Regions from separate parts of the Mus musculus genome. Here all the other regions are linked to region 3. A link is a contact called in public Hi-C data. All regions are on one chromosome and are shown on one strand. The core of a region is the stretch at or near the end of the contact, and the rest is flanking DNA. Distances in the headings are between cores, read along the strand shown. Region 1 holds the start of 2210011K15Rik (a long non-coding RNA gene). Region 2 has its middle 32 kb from the start of Ccdc93. Region 3 has its middle 34 kb from the start of Gm41940.

Region 1 (5,064 bases), core at 1,274-3,773, 79 kb before region 3:
AAAGATTTCTTTCTCTTATATATGTTTTTCCTTTTATTGAAAATAAATTTTTCTTACATAATATATTCTAATTACAGGCTCCCCTCCCCTCTCACCCTAGTTCCTACTGACCTCCCCTCCCATCTGGATCTACCACCTTTTCTGACTCTCATTAGAAACCAGCAGGCTTCCAAGGGATAATAATAAAATAAAGTAGAATAAGATAAAACAAAAACTAGCACACAGAATAGGGCAAAACAAACAAGCAAAAGGGAGAGAGCTCAAGAAATGGCACAAAAAGATTTATATAAAGGCAGAGACCCACTCATTCACACATTCAGAAATCCCATGAAAAGACTAAACTGGAAGCCATGATATTCTTTAAAAAAGTTTAGGGTATCAAGGGAAAATAAAAATTAAAAAAAATTAAGATTAAAATAAAAAAGCCTTGACATGAGATTATGACATAAGGAACCTCCAAAGATGCCACAAAATTTATTTTCTGTTGGCCATTTACTTCTGGGCATGTAGCCTACCTTAAAAGTAGTTTGTTTTCTGAGGGAGACTCCCTTGGGGAAACTAAATTTTTACTTGCAAGTGGTTATCAGTTGGAGGAGATCGATTCTAGGTTAGATATGGGGACATGTGTTTACTTCTATCAGATCTATGGACTCATCTGGTGTAGACCGGTGCAGGCCCTGTGCACGTGAGTTCATAGCCAGATATGGGGTGACTTAGAGGGCTTTGGTTTTTCTTCCTCCTCCTCCTCCTCCTCCTCCTCCTCCTCCTCCTCCTCCTCCTCCTCCTCCTCCTCCTCCTCCTCCTCCTCCTCCTCCTCCTCTTCTTCTTCTTCTTCTTCTTCTTCTTCTTCTTCTTCTTCTTCTTTTGGTTTTTCGAGACAGGGTTTCTCTGCATAGCCCTGGCTGTCCTGGAACTCATTCTGTAGACCAGACTGGCCTCAAACTCAGAAATCTGCCTCCTCTGCCTCCCGAGTGCTGGGATTAAAGGTGTGTCCCACCACGCCCAGCTTTTACTTTGGTTCCTCTAATTCTCCATCCCCTGTGGCTGTTACAGACTTTCTACCACCTCTTCTGAGGGGCTCCCTGAATACTGAGGGGAGGGATTTGATGGAGACATCCCATTTAGGGCTGAGCATTCAAAGGTCTCTTCCTCTCTGCACATTGTCTGGCTGTGACAATGTTCCCATTTGTTATATTTGTTATATTCCTTATATTTGTTATATTGACATTGTTATGTTTGTTCCCATCTGCTGCAGAAGAAAGCTTCTCTGGTGATGACTGAGTGCAATTGTGCTTTTAATCTGAGGCAAATCTGCTGGTGTTCTCAACAGAGCAGCCGTAGGCATGTTCCTGCTGGCGATTTAGATGGGATCTTTTCCCTACTTGTTGTTTTTGGACTTTGTGTTCTATCCCCAAGGGATATTTACACTACATTTGGCATAAAATTCATACTACAGCTTTATGTTTTATAGTATGAAAAAGAAAGCTTTGGAGATTATTATGATGTAGTTATTTCTTTTGAGCATCACATGGTTATAGTCCTCATAGAGACAAGATTGCTATAGGAACTACAGGGGACCTTGCTCTGCTTCCAGTCTAGACAGGGGAATAAGAAAGACAATAAACATGCAGATAGCTAGAGCATAGTCATGTGCTGAGACTAGCAACATTCACTCATGGTTCATAGGTGGAGGAGAGAGGGTTCCTAGACTTTCATCCAAGATCCTACCCACCACCCTCACCTGTCACCTGGTCTGGGAGAAGCAATAGAGTATATAGGAAGTAAAAGGGAGATGGGGAGAGGAACTCCAGAGATGCTATTGCCATGCGTCATCCCTCCTGCTCCTGTCAGCAGCCTCTGACTCACGGATTCACCAGGAGTGAGCTCATTGGCTCATCAGGCTGGGCTGATACGAAATTGTGTCTGTGGTCTGTTATTCCCCTGCCAGGGGTGAATGTCCCTCACGGAGATTCTTAGCATTAAGAACATCACTAAGAGTACAGACAGCTTTGCACACAAGTCAATAGTGTGTGCGTATGACTGTGTGTGTGTGTGAGTGTGTGAGTGTGTGCATGTGTGTGTGTGTGAGTGTGTGTGAGAGTGAGTGTGTGTGTGTGTGTATGAGTGTGTGTGTGTGCATGTGTGTGAGTCTGAGTCTTAAGGTGGAAGTTTATAAGCCAAGCCTTCCTGATGGTTTTCTCTGCCTGGGTCTTGCATGTGGATGGATACACACTCCCTCAGCTTCATTCTCTGGCTATTTACTGCCTCTACCTCCATTATGGACTCTCCCAATGGGACTGTAAGCCAAAATACGCACTTTTTTACTCCTATAAAGTTACTCTGATCATGGAATTTTATTGCAGTGACAAAAAAAAAAAAAAAAAAAAAGACTGCAGAGCCCTTTCCTGCTATGGCGCCATGCCTTGCCCTGTTGCACTTACTAGACCAGCTTGCTTATATGGTTTCCGAGATAAAGAAAGTTCACCCCAGCTGGTTTTGCAGAACTCCCAACACTCCTGTATCATGGAGGCCGAACCATGACAATGCCTGGCAGAGTCCAAAGACGATGAGTGTTGGTAGCTTCCTCGCATCTGATTTCTAAGTCTGTAAATTCACATCTGAGATAAAAGAAATGCAAGGGCCTAACTCCCGAGCTCTGGGTTTGCTTTCCTCTAGGGTGTGGCTCCAATGCCAGAAGCTGAAGGGCTGAGGAGACTGCTCATCCAGTAGAGGTGCTGGCTGCCGGGCCGGTGGACCGAGCTTGATCCTTGGGACCTAGATGGTAAGTGAGAGCACTGACTCTGACATAATGTCGTTGGACGGTCACACACAGTATGGAACCTCTGCATTCCCCTACAATGAAATCAGTAAATGTTAACTGTTCTTCAGACGTAAGAAGACGAGCCTTAGACGTGATATTTTCATCAGCACGATCTAACGCGAACGATTGAAGGCTGAGACTTGTGCTGGTCATTCTGCTCGCCTCTGCAGCCACACCCAACCAGAAGCAACTCCGAGGAGCAGTGGCAGCAGAAGGGGTGGCAGGGGCAGCAGGGGCAGCAGGGGCAGGAGGGGAAGATGGAGGGGCAGCAAGGGCGGGAGGGGCAGGAGTAGCAGGAGTGGCAGCAGGGGCAGGAGGGGCAGCAAGGGCAGGAGGATCAGGAGGTGCAGGAGGGGCAGGAGGGGCATCAGGGGCTGGAGGGGCAGCAAGGGCAGGAGGGGCAGAAGGGGCAGCAGGGGTGGGAGGGGCATCAGGGGCATCAGGGGCAACAGGGGCAGCAGGAGGGGCAACAAGGGCGGGAGGGGCAGCAGGGGCAGGAGGGGCAGGAGGGGCAGGAGGGGCAGCAGGTGCGGGAGGGACGGGAGGGACAGCAAGGGCAGCAAGGGCGGGAGGGGCAGGAGGGGCAGCAGGGGCAGCAGTTGCGGGAGGGGCAGCAGGGGCAGGAGGGGCAGGAGGGGCAGCAAGGGCAGCAAGGGCGGGAGGGGCAGGAGGGGCAGCAGGGGCAGGAGGGACAGGAGGGGCAGCTGGGGCAGGAGGGACAGGAGGGGCAGCAGGGGCAGGAGGGACAGGAGGGGCAGCTGGGGCAGCAGGGGCAGGAGGGGCAGCAAGGGCAGCAAGGGCGGGAGGGGCAGGAGGGGCAGGAGGGACAGCAGGGGCGGGAGGGGCAGCAGGGGGGCAGCAGGGGCAGGAGGGGCAACAAGGGCGGGAGGGGCAGCAGGGGCAGGAGGGGCAGGAGGGGCAGGAGGGGCAGCAGGTGCGGGAGGGACGGGAGGGACAGCAAGGGCAGCAAGGGCGGGAGGGGCAGGAGGGGCAGCAGGGGCAGCAGTTGCGGGAGGGGCAGCAGGGGCAGGAGGGGCAGGAGGGGCAGCAAGGGCAGCAAGGGCGGGAGGGGCAGGAGGGGCAGCAGGGGCAGGAGGGACAGGAGGGGCAGCTGGGGCAGCAGGGGCAGGAGGGGCAGCAAGGGCAGCAAAGGCGGGAGGGGCAGGAGGGGAAGGAGGGACAGCAGGGGCGGAAGGGGCAGCAGGAGGGGCAGCAGGAGGGGCAGCAGGGGCGGGAGGGAAAGCAAGGGCGGGAGGGGCAGGAGGGGAAGCAGGGGCAGGAGGGGCAGCAGGGGCAGGAGGTGCAACAGGGGCAGGAGGGACAGCAAGGGCGGGAGGGGCAGGAGGGGCAGCAGGGGCGGGAGGGGCAGGAGGGGCAGGATGGGCAGGATGGGCAAGAGTGTCAGCAAGGGCAGGAGGGACAGAAGGAGGGGCAGCAGGGGCAGCAGGAGGAGCTGGCCACACTGCATCTTTACTGGGTTTCTAGGAAGTGGTCCTTGGCTATAAAACCTTCAAGCCTGTGCTGGAGAGATTGCTTCATTGATACAGAACTTTTCTAGTAAGTATGAAGACCTGAATTCAAAGTTCAGATACTCAGCATTCACAGATATACACACAGACATCTGTCTCTGTCTCTGTCTCTGTCTCTCTCTCTCTCTCTCTCTCTCTCTCTCTCTCTGTGTGTGTGTGTGTGTGTGTGCCCCTGCAGAGGCATGCATCAGTAACCTCACTATGTTTCCAGGGAAAAGGTCAAGCAGAGACTGATGGATCCCTGGAGATCACTGGCCAACCACACATGCAAACAGGGTATCTTTGGTTCTAGTAAAGAACATCGTCTCAAAAACAAAATTAAAACACACGAACCTAGAAAATCACTGGGCAATAGATAATGATAGTGGAAGACACCTAGCATCTCTGCTCTCCAGAAAATGAATGCACCTGAAAGCCTGCCCTTACCGACCAACTCACTCCAGTTAACTCTAGCTTCTAAAGAGCCCAAGGCCTTTCCAAACAGGGACTCCATCAGGGGATCACATTCCAAACACAAGAGCTTACCACCAACACTTTATATTTAAACCACAAAAGACATTGATACCACAGTCATCAACCAGGCAAAGTGTACAGTCCCTTTGTCTCTGCATCTCTGCTCCCTATTATATGCGTGCTTCAAGTAATCCCTATGTGTGGTCCCTGGGAACTGAAGACCTACTACATGAAACCCAGAGCACGTCTGAGAATGTCGAC
Region 2 (4,696 bases), core at 1,231-3,730, 120 kb before region 3:
TCACCTGTACTTTTCCTGCTTCTGAGAGTGTGTATGTGCATGTGTACTGATAGTTGTGTGTGTGTGTGTGTGTGTGTGTATGCAGATGTTAGAGAGCAATTTTGAGTGGTGCTACCCATCTTGAGTTCTAAAACTTAGTCACTCATTGACCTGGTACTTGCCAAGTAGCTTATGCTGGCGAACCAAGAATCCATCTGCCTCTGTTTCCCCAGAACCGGGATTATAAGCATATGTCTCATTGGCTGGCTTTTAAAAATGTGGATTTTAGGCATGAGGATTAGGTTTGCGGCAAACACTCTTAATCTTTCCAGCCCCTGGTTGCTTTTTTGTTTATTTGGATTTTTGTTGTTGTTGTTGTTTGTTTTTGAGGCAGTGTCTCCTATAACTCAGGCTGGCTTAGAACACCCTATGCAGCTGGAACGTGCTAGAACTCCTGATCCTTATTCCTCTGCCTCTCAAGTGCTAGGATCACAGATCATAATGCTTGGCTTATGTGGTGCTGAGGGCTTTGTGCATGCTAGGTAAGCACTCTACAAACTGAGGCACATCTCCAGTTCACAAGATGACTACAAAATACAGGAGGATATATACAGGCTATACACAAACACTATACATGATTTTACACAAATGATTGGAGCATCTCAGGTGAAGGAAAGAGGGACAGTGACCTAGGACCAAACTCCCATCGCAGAGGGATGGACTACTTGTATTTCAGTCTCATTTTGTTGCTGGGTTCATTCAATTTACTATTCAGAACTTGTCATTGAAACTAGCAGGAACTAGGCTGGCACAGGGGATTAAGGCAGTTGGTGCTAAGCTTAACAACTGGAATTGGATCCTTGGGGCTCATAGTGAAAGGGGACAAGCGATTTCTTCAAGTTGTTATCTGACTTCCATGAAAAATATATTGTGGAACACACACGCACACTCACACTCATGCAAATGAATACATACAAAAATAAATAAATATTTAAAAAATTAAGAAATGACCAAAATGTCTTATTTATTCAGAAACAACACAAGAAAAAAAATCAAGAAAAACATTTTCAAGAGAACACTGTTGATCGCAATTAAAACTCTCCCAAAAGCAAGAGGTAAGGGAGGGGAGAGGGAGACAGGAAGACATATTCTACTTCTGAACAACAGATGGCGACGGAGCTAAGCAAATGGAAGACATTGTTCCATGTTAGTGAAATCCTGTCAAGTGTGTGGAAGAAGCCAAGCTATAAACAACATATGGGAAACAATGAATATTTTAATTAGGTGTTAATAACCGAATATTGAATCCTTGTCTTTCTACCTAATTCACAACAGTGTTATGATGGCTAATTAATAAGTGATTGTAAAGGAAATGATTCATTATTTGCTGCAATAATTAGACCAGTTGACATGCTTCTAATCGTGAAATGATTTTTAAAAGTAAATGGATACAGAGCAAGTTAGTTTTCTGTAGTTACAGGAACCCCACAGTGCCTGTTTGAGGTGATTTTTATTGCCACTTTACATCGTTTGGGTACCAGCAACGATTCGTTGCATCATTTCCTTCTCGAGATAGAATCAGGTGTGAGTATTGTCTTAACAGATAGCCTGTCACATACACTTGAAATTATGTATATAAGAGGAAACAAGAAAGCCTGCTTTCATGGGGGAACTTTTTGGAAAGATATCAACCATTGAGCAAATCAAAACAAAACCCTAGCCCAGAAGAGAGAGAGAGAAAAAAAATCCTCTCTCCAGAGTCCCCCATCTCTAGCGTCTGATTCTCATATATAAAAATAAAACTAAAAAGCAAGTATATAATCCCAAACTCCTCCCCCTCATTCCAGATTTCAATCCTCTTTGAAGTGCCTCATGTCCTCAGGACATAATGAAATGCCTTGCACTGGAAGGAAGCCACACAGATACATTTCAAGACCCCTCCCTTCTCTCTGCTAGTGGCAGAGCTAATGCAGTTTACTTATTAGATGAGTCGCCATGGATACTGATAGACTCAAGCCAAGTCTACCCCACTGAGGGGAATTGGAGAGTTGAGGCAATTAGCCTCATAATTTAAATAAACAAAGTTCCCCTCGTTTTTGTTTCGGTTACCTGATTTTTTTTTTCAAATGAATGTCTAATTTTAGTTTTGAATTATTAGAGGTGGTTCTCGCCTCGGGTCTCTTGTTAAATTAGCTGGCAGAGATCTGGATTCCTCTACCCCAAGCGAATGAGCTTCCTGAGCCTCCTGCTTTATCATTCCCAAGCCTTCCTAGCCGGCATTTTGGGAAACAATGTGAATAACTGCAATCCGGGATGAACAGACTCTGCAAGACCATGCAGATCTAGAAACGGTTGCTTGGAGAGACAAGATCCTTTAATCTGACGAAGACATTCATAAACCCATGTCCTTCCTGACCCTCTGGTCTCCAGCCTGTTGTGCTCAGACCACATGTTTCTACCCTGGTCTTAGGCCAAGCCACAGACTACAGAGACACTTCCAACTGGGGATTTTAGGGCTGGTCTTGGCTGCTTCTTGCAATCCCATTTTTCTTCCCAGGCCGTGTCCCACCCTTGCCAGTATGGACGCCTTCATCGGGCTTTCTGCTGAGACAGAGGAGTCTAAAACACAGCTATCACTCCCAAGTAACAAGGCTTCACATGTAAGTCACTACCCACATCCGTCATCTCCATTATTTAGTACTCCTTGTCCTCATCCTGGATGGGACTAGCTACAGCAGGAGTCCTGATGAGTGTGAACTGTGTTGTTTTGCTTTGTGCATACGTATGTGTGTGTGTGTGTGCACGCATAAATGTGCATGTTGAAAAACATACGAGCGCCTCCTTTGTTGTTCGTGAGATGATATTCCCCTTGTTATTCTGAGGCAGGGGTTCTGCTCTGGAGCTGCTCTGGAGTTATCCAAGTAGGCAGGGATCTGCTGGTCTTTGCCTCCCCAGGGCTGGGATCACAAGTGCACACAACCTTCCATGCTTGTATTTTGTTTGTTTGTTTGTTTGTTTGTTTTGCATCCTTTGTTTCTTTGTGCTGTTTTATTTTGTCTGTTTTGTTTTGCATGGGTTCTGGGGTTCTAACTCAGGTCCTGCTGCTTGTAAGGCAAGCCCTTTAGTGGAATCAATCATCACACTGGGGCTTCCATGTTGCTCCTGCTGTGCATTGGCATGAGAGTCTCTCCTTCACTCTCGCCACTCCCTAACACAGAGCTTGCTCAGGGTGACTCAGCATTGAGAGTTTTCTGGCCATTCATCACTGACAACCTATATCCTTCGTCTTTTTCCTTTTCTCTCTTCTATTTAAGATTTTAAATTTTATATAGTGCGAGGATAGGTGAGGTATGTTTGCCTGTGTGGGATGGTCCAAGGACAACTTGTAGACGTTGGTTCTCACCTTGGGCTTTGCAACAAATGCTTATTCACTGAGCTTTCACTGGCTTCTTCTCATCCTAGCTTTTTAGATTCTCCTCCTGGAAGGAGAGGCTGTGATGTAGGCAGAGGCTGTATCCCTTAGGACTGGACGGTGTGGTGTCCAATAGTGGTAGGGCTCTAGCTAGAAGTCGATCTTGGCATCTTATTGGCATGAATTTGACTCACCCTTAACTTTCATATTTCTTACCCTTCCTGAACTTCATTTTTTTTTTTTTTTTTTGGTTAGGTACTAGATTGATATGTCTGGAAGAGGCAGAGTAGTTATTGGAAATAACTTACACAGGGTACCTCATAAGAGCTTTACTAAGATAGTTTTTATATATTACTTATTAGATTTAATATTTATATAATCATCTTAAATATTTATTTTTATTTTATGTATGTGATGTTTTGCCTGAATATACGTCTATGCATCACATTCATACAGTGTCCTCAGAGACTAGAAGAGGGCATCGGGCACCCTGAAACTGGAGTTGCAGTTCCTGTTAGCCACATGTGCATACTGGCATTTGAATCCAAACTCTCTAGAGGAGCAGCCAGTGTTCTTAATCACGGATACATCTCTCCAGCCTGAATGTTTATATTTTGATATAATAAGAGCTGACAGTCAAGTATAGAACTGTCTGTATGCAATAAGAATGTGGGTATTCTAGTCTATTACTTTGTTCCTTATTTTCCTTTCTCTGCTCTAGCAAGGCTTTACATTTCAGTACTCTATTTGTGTGTGCATAAATGTGTTACTCGCAGGGACACATGTGTGCATACGGAGACTACAGGACAACTTAAGTTCCTTCAGAACACCACCCGCCTTAGTTTGAGACTGCACCTCTCAACGTCCTGGAGTTCTTCCAGTACACTAGGCCTGCTGGCTGACTTTCAGGTTCCCGTAGCCCACCTATATTTAGCCTCTCATATTTCTTTATGGCTTTGGGATTTCAGCCAGGCGTGTGTGTGTGTGTGTGTGTGTGTGTGTGTGTGTGTGTGTACATGTGCACACGTGTGTGCAGATGTGTATACATGTGGAGAGAAGAAGTCAACGTCTGGTGTCTAATTTTGTCACTCTCCACCTTCTCTTCTGGTAAATTTTTACTGAACCCAGAATTCGCTGGGCTAGGCGGACTGGCCAGGAAGCTCTTAGAATCCCCATCTCCACCTACCAGACGTGGGATAGCAGGAATGCTGCCATACCTGGCCGTTTTTCACCCATGGATCATAAGGACCTGAACTCAGATCCCCATACGTATATGGGAGGAACTTTGCCTACCCAAATATCACC
Region 3 (4,700 bases), core at 1,127-3,626:
CAAGTAAGATACTGGTTCAAGTAAGAATAGTGGAATTCAGCCCCAGGCCTTCACATGTATGTACACACATATGCACATGCTCTTTTGCCCATGCGCGCGCGCGCGTGCGCGCGCGCACACACACACACACACACACACACACACACACACACACACACACACACACACACACACCCCACAAACCCAGATGTCCTATGACAGAGCTAAATGTGCATAAGGAAATGAAAAAAATACAAATGAAGGAAAAGCAAAATAAAAGAAACAAAGAAAATGGACGGGGGGTGGGGAAGAGGAAGAGAGAGACCACCTACCACAGTCCTATGTCCCGTGAAACCTAGACTTCCCTTCTAAGAACCTTTTTATAGTGGTTTGAAAGGGTTGCTTTTCTGAAGTCAAATGACATACTGACACTTGGCTCAAGACCCATTCACACAGTAAGGCTGGATTCCAGGTTCCACATTAGTAGTGTGTGACCCTCACTCAGGTGACTTGTGTCTCTCCAAGGAAGAGAAGTCCACTGGCCAAACTGTATCCAAAGGCCAAATGTGTGGTTTGAACTAAATGATTTTGAGGTTTTGAGATTTCTTTCTGTTTATTTGTTTTTATCTATCTATCTATCTATCTATCTATCTATCTATCTATCTATCTATCTATCTATCTATCTATCTTCAAGGCAGAGTTTCTCAGTGTAGCCCTGGCTGTCCTGGAACTCACTCTGTAGACCAGGTTGGCCTTGAACTGAGAGATCAACCTGCTTCTGCCTCCTGAGTTCTGAGATTAAAGTCCTGCGCCACCACTGCCTGGCATTTTAAGAAATCACTTCTACTCAGCTTCATGCAAGAAGAGTTTTCAAGCCTTTCGGACCCCAGCCCACTTTCCTCTGGGACAACAGAAGGGGCTGCTGATCACAGAACTGGCTAAAAGTACATTGGCCACATTTGTTTTGATTTATATTTGTGTATGTGTTTGTGTATGTGCACCTGTGTGCACTTGTGTGTGCACAGATGTCTGTGCCTGCATTTTGAACAACTTTTGATGTCTGTCTCAAGAGCCGCTCTTTTTTTGCCCCCTGGCCTGGAGCTCCCTGATGAAATTAGGCTGGCTGGCCAGTGAGGGTGGGACCCACCTTACGGCTGGCCAGTGAGGGCGGGACCCACTTTACGGCTGGCCAGTGAGGGCAGGGACCACCTTACGGCTGGCCAGTGAGGGCAGGGACCCACCTTACTGCTATCTTCCTGATGTCAGGCCTGCATGCCCAACTTTTTATGGGAATTGAACTAGGGTCCTAATATTTGTATGGCAAGTATTTTACAAACTGAATTATTTCCCACCCTCCCCCATTTTCTTTTAAATAAGGTCTTCTTTTGCAAATAAAAGCTTTGAGACTAACTAGGTGGAGACACCATTAAAATACCCCTGATCTATATCTAACTAAATAGGGAAGCTGTTTTAGCTATTTTATTCAAAATAAAAAAACCAACCAACCAAACAAACAAACAGAAAGCCTAGTTGAGTAGTGTCTAGAACATCTCCCAGAAATCCAATTCAAATTTTTGACTGCCTTCATCTTTGGCATTCACCGAATCCTAGACTTGTGGCCTAAGGAGAACACTTAGTTAGGATGACAATCTTAATAAGTGTTCTCCTTAGGCCACAAGTGTTACTGGACATGCAGTGACAATCTGTACCCGAACAAGCCAGGTTTGGCCACCTCTAAGCCCATTAAGACAGCCAAAGTAATAGTGAAAAACACTCAAGGTAGATTTAATTAGTGCAACCACTTTGGGAAGAGAGAGAGAGATCAACTCAGCACCTCCATCCCTAGAGACTTCAGGGTCAGGAAGTGAGGTTGTGGTGGCCAGAGTTCTGCCTGTTTAAGTAGTCCCTGGTGAAGGTTTGGTCCAGCCCACTATTAACCAATCATTGTCTCTACTGTAAGGAGGTCCAACAAAGCCCCCTCTCTGGCTGGCCCAGGATGATTTAGGCTCTTTCTTTCCTTACATAAGATTCCTGAGGAATTCTGGTTTCTTAAGAGTTGTTTCAATCATCTGATAGCCAAAGAGGCACAAGGGTCTCGGGAATAAATTTATCCCTGCCAGGCCGATTACAGTAAAAATACATTTTGGTCAGTGTCAGCTTCAGCGTCTCAAGTAGGCAGGTTGTAGAACCTATGGACATATCTTGTTATGGTGTCCCAGCTTGTGAGTTAAGACCCTTGTATTATCTATTCCCCAACCTCACAGAGATCCCATATAATCACTCAGCTGGGTTTCCCTGCCTGGTTCCTGATCCTGTCTCAGTGACTCACCATACATGGGGCCAAATGGGTCACCAACAGCCATGGCATAAGAGAGCCTTGTGGAAATTCTTCTGTGTGAGCTGTCTGAGAGCCATCTCCAGTCATCTGGCTCAGGGCCCCACCCCCGCTAGCTCAACAGCTCTGATCTTAGGCAAGTCATGCAATTCCAATGAAATTGTCTCCCTTGCCAAAACTACTATGCCCTTTCTTAGTAGAGTTGAAATGCTGAGTGCATCTCCCTCAAAATAATACAAACTCTTTTCTCTTTGTGTAATTACTGGAAGGAATGTGGAATGCAGACAAACAACCCCAGCATTGTAAGCCATGTGATGCGGAGGCGCCATCACTTTTGGAGACAGGGAATGGCCGTGACAACTAGACTTGAAAGCTGTACAAAAGGATCACTCCTTTATATTACGTATGTGAGTGCATGTATGGACATGTATATGGGTTCATGTACATGTACAAATACATGGTCGTATATGTGTGCCTGTGTATAGAGGATAGAGGTCAACTTTGGGTATCATCCTTGAGCTCTGTCTGTACTGCTATGTGTGTGTACATGTGTGTGCATATGCACATGTGTGTACATGTGTGTGAATATGAACATTGTATACATGTGGTATGTATGTGTGTGTGTGTGTGTGTGTGTGTGTGTGTGTGTGTGTGTGTGTTTGGCTATATGTTCACATGTATCTCTAGAGAGGCCAGAATTTAATTTTGGCTGTCTTCTCTAGTTATGTTCCACATTATTTTTTGAGGCAGGGTCTCTCACTGAACCTGGAGCTTACTGATTCAGCTAGGCTGGCTGGCCAGTAAACCTTAGGTATTCTCCTGCCTCCATTGCTCCAGTCCTGGGATTATAGGTATGTGTTGTTGCATCTAGCTTTATGGGTTCCAGGGAACCAAACTCAGGTCCTCATACTCGTGTGGCAAAGTGCTTTACTGACTGAGGCATCTCTTCTGCTCATTACAGAATCCCTGGTATGTAATAGATGTTCAATAAATGGGAGCTGAGTTTGCTGCTGTTATCGGCGATGGTGATGGTGTGGTTAGTGGTTCATTCATCAGTCTCACTGCATTGCAGATACTGATCAACAGAACCCCCTCCATCATCCTATTGTGTCCACAAGTGCAGAGAGAAGTAATGAGCAGCTGGAGCTATTGAGGAAGTAATTAAACAGGATTAAATGAATGGAAAGGAGAGTGCAGAGTCCAAGAAGAAAGAAAATGGACTGAAAACCAGGACTTGATTTTCAGGAAGGGAAAGAGACCCTTTTCCTTTTATTTATTTTGTGCATGTGTGTCAAACCTGTGTGTATATTCATGCATATGTGCATGTATGTGTGCAAGTGTGTGCACGTGTGTTGCAAAGCCGGAGGATGACCTCAGGTATGGTCCTCAGTAGTTCTCCACCTAGTTCTCTGAGACAGTCTCTTACTGAACCTGGAGGTCACTGAGTCAGTTAAGCTGGCTGGCCAGCAAGCTCCAGGCACCTCCTTGTTTCTGTGTCCACACTGCTGGGCTTAGAAGCGTGCACCACTCTGCTCTGCCTTCTTATGTGACCTTTGAGGCTTGAACTCAGCTCCTCATGTTTGTGCTGCAAACATCTTCCTGACTGAGGGAAATGAGTCATTTTTCCCAGCCCCAAAATCTTGCTTCGTTGGTAATCTGAACCTGGGCTTAAGGGTTCAGGTATGTCATCAGAAACAAAAATCTTAGTTTCTAACCTAAAACCATTGCCTTTCAGCTTCCTGTGTGTCCTTGGAGAGGTACCCATGTGTCTCACACTTCCCTTCTGTTAGGTCACTCCAGGTTCCTGGTTTTACTGACCTTCTGTGACAGTGGTTATATTGGTTGCTTTTCTCATTGCTGGGGCATAATATTCTATAACAACAACTTGAAGCAAGAAGGAGGGGTTATTTCAACTCAGTGTCATTCCCTAAGAAGGCTTTGACGCTCACTATGCACACCTCTGGCTCAACCCACTCTGTTTGTTGCCACAGAGCAGCTAGCATACCTGCCCCCTCATAAGATGGACATGGCACATAGGACATCATGTTGTGTCACAGTTGCCTCTGGGCGTCTATCTCATGGAGAGGGGTAGTGGAAAAGAGAGCATTTAGGACCAGACCTTGAACAATGCTATGAACTTCTGATATCTCCCTCTGGAAATGCGAGTAACCATGGTAACCTCCTTACATTGTGGTGGGGGATGCACTGAGTTAAAGTGCCAGGAACATGGCATGTTACATAGCAGTCCCCAAACGTCTTAGTTGGGGTTTGCATGGCTGTGAAGAGACACCATGACCAGGCCAACTCTTATAAAGAACAACATTTAATTGGGTCTGGCTTATAGTTTCAGAGGTTCAGTCCATTATCATCATGGCAGGAAGCATGG

What was found. Hi-C and Micro-C count contacts between places; a contact is called where the count stands out from the background.
Region 1: a Hi-C map of muscle stem cells shows a contact between it and region 3, with 2.5 times the contacts expected there. The contact joins the promoter of 2210011K15Rik here to the enhancer-like site in region 3. A contact is called at or near these places in 10 of 484 Hi-C or Micro-C datasets (B cells, CD4 T cells, CD8 T cells and 6 more).
Region 2: a Hi-C map of muscle stem cells shows a contact between it and region 3, with 2.0 times the contacts expected there. The contact joins two enhancer-like sites. A contact is called at or near these places in 4 of 484 Hi-C or Micro-C datasets (B cells, liver, muscle stem cells and 1 more) and 1 of 115 datasets of contacts at active chromatin or transcription factors (liver).

Annotation. Positions count from the first base shown.
Region 1 is chr1:121,357,530-121,362,593 of GRCm38.p6, reverse strand. 2210011K15Rik (a long non-coding RNA gene) reads left to right here and starts at 2,523. Exons shown (of 3, transcript XR_003947976.1): 1 at 2,523-2,572; 2 at 2,677-2,782.
Region 2 is chr1:121,396,910-121,401,605 of GRCm38.p6, reverse strand. No RefSeq gene overlaps it. Among named protein-coding and RNA genes, the nearest start is that of Ccdc93, 32 kb to the left of the region's middle. Within about 2 kb of position 2,480, at least 50 of the 459 cell types and tissues checked have an H3K27ac peak or open chromatin away from gene starts, as enhancers often do. A contact at or near this core is called in muscle stem cells, where this site is marked.
Region 3 is chr1:121,278,372-121,283,071 of GRCm38.p6, reverse strand. No RefSeq gene overlaps it. Among named protein-coding and RNA genes, the nearest start is that of Gm41940, 34 kb to the right of the region's middle. Within about 2 kb of position 2,376, at least 21 of the 459 cell types and tissues checked have an H3K27ac peak or open chromatin away from gene starts, as enhancers often do. A contact at or near this core is called in muscle stem cells, where this site is marked.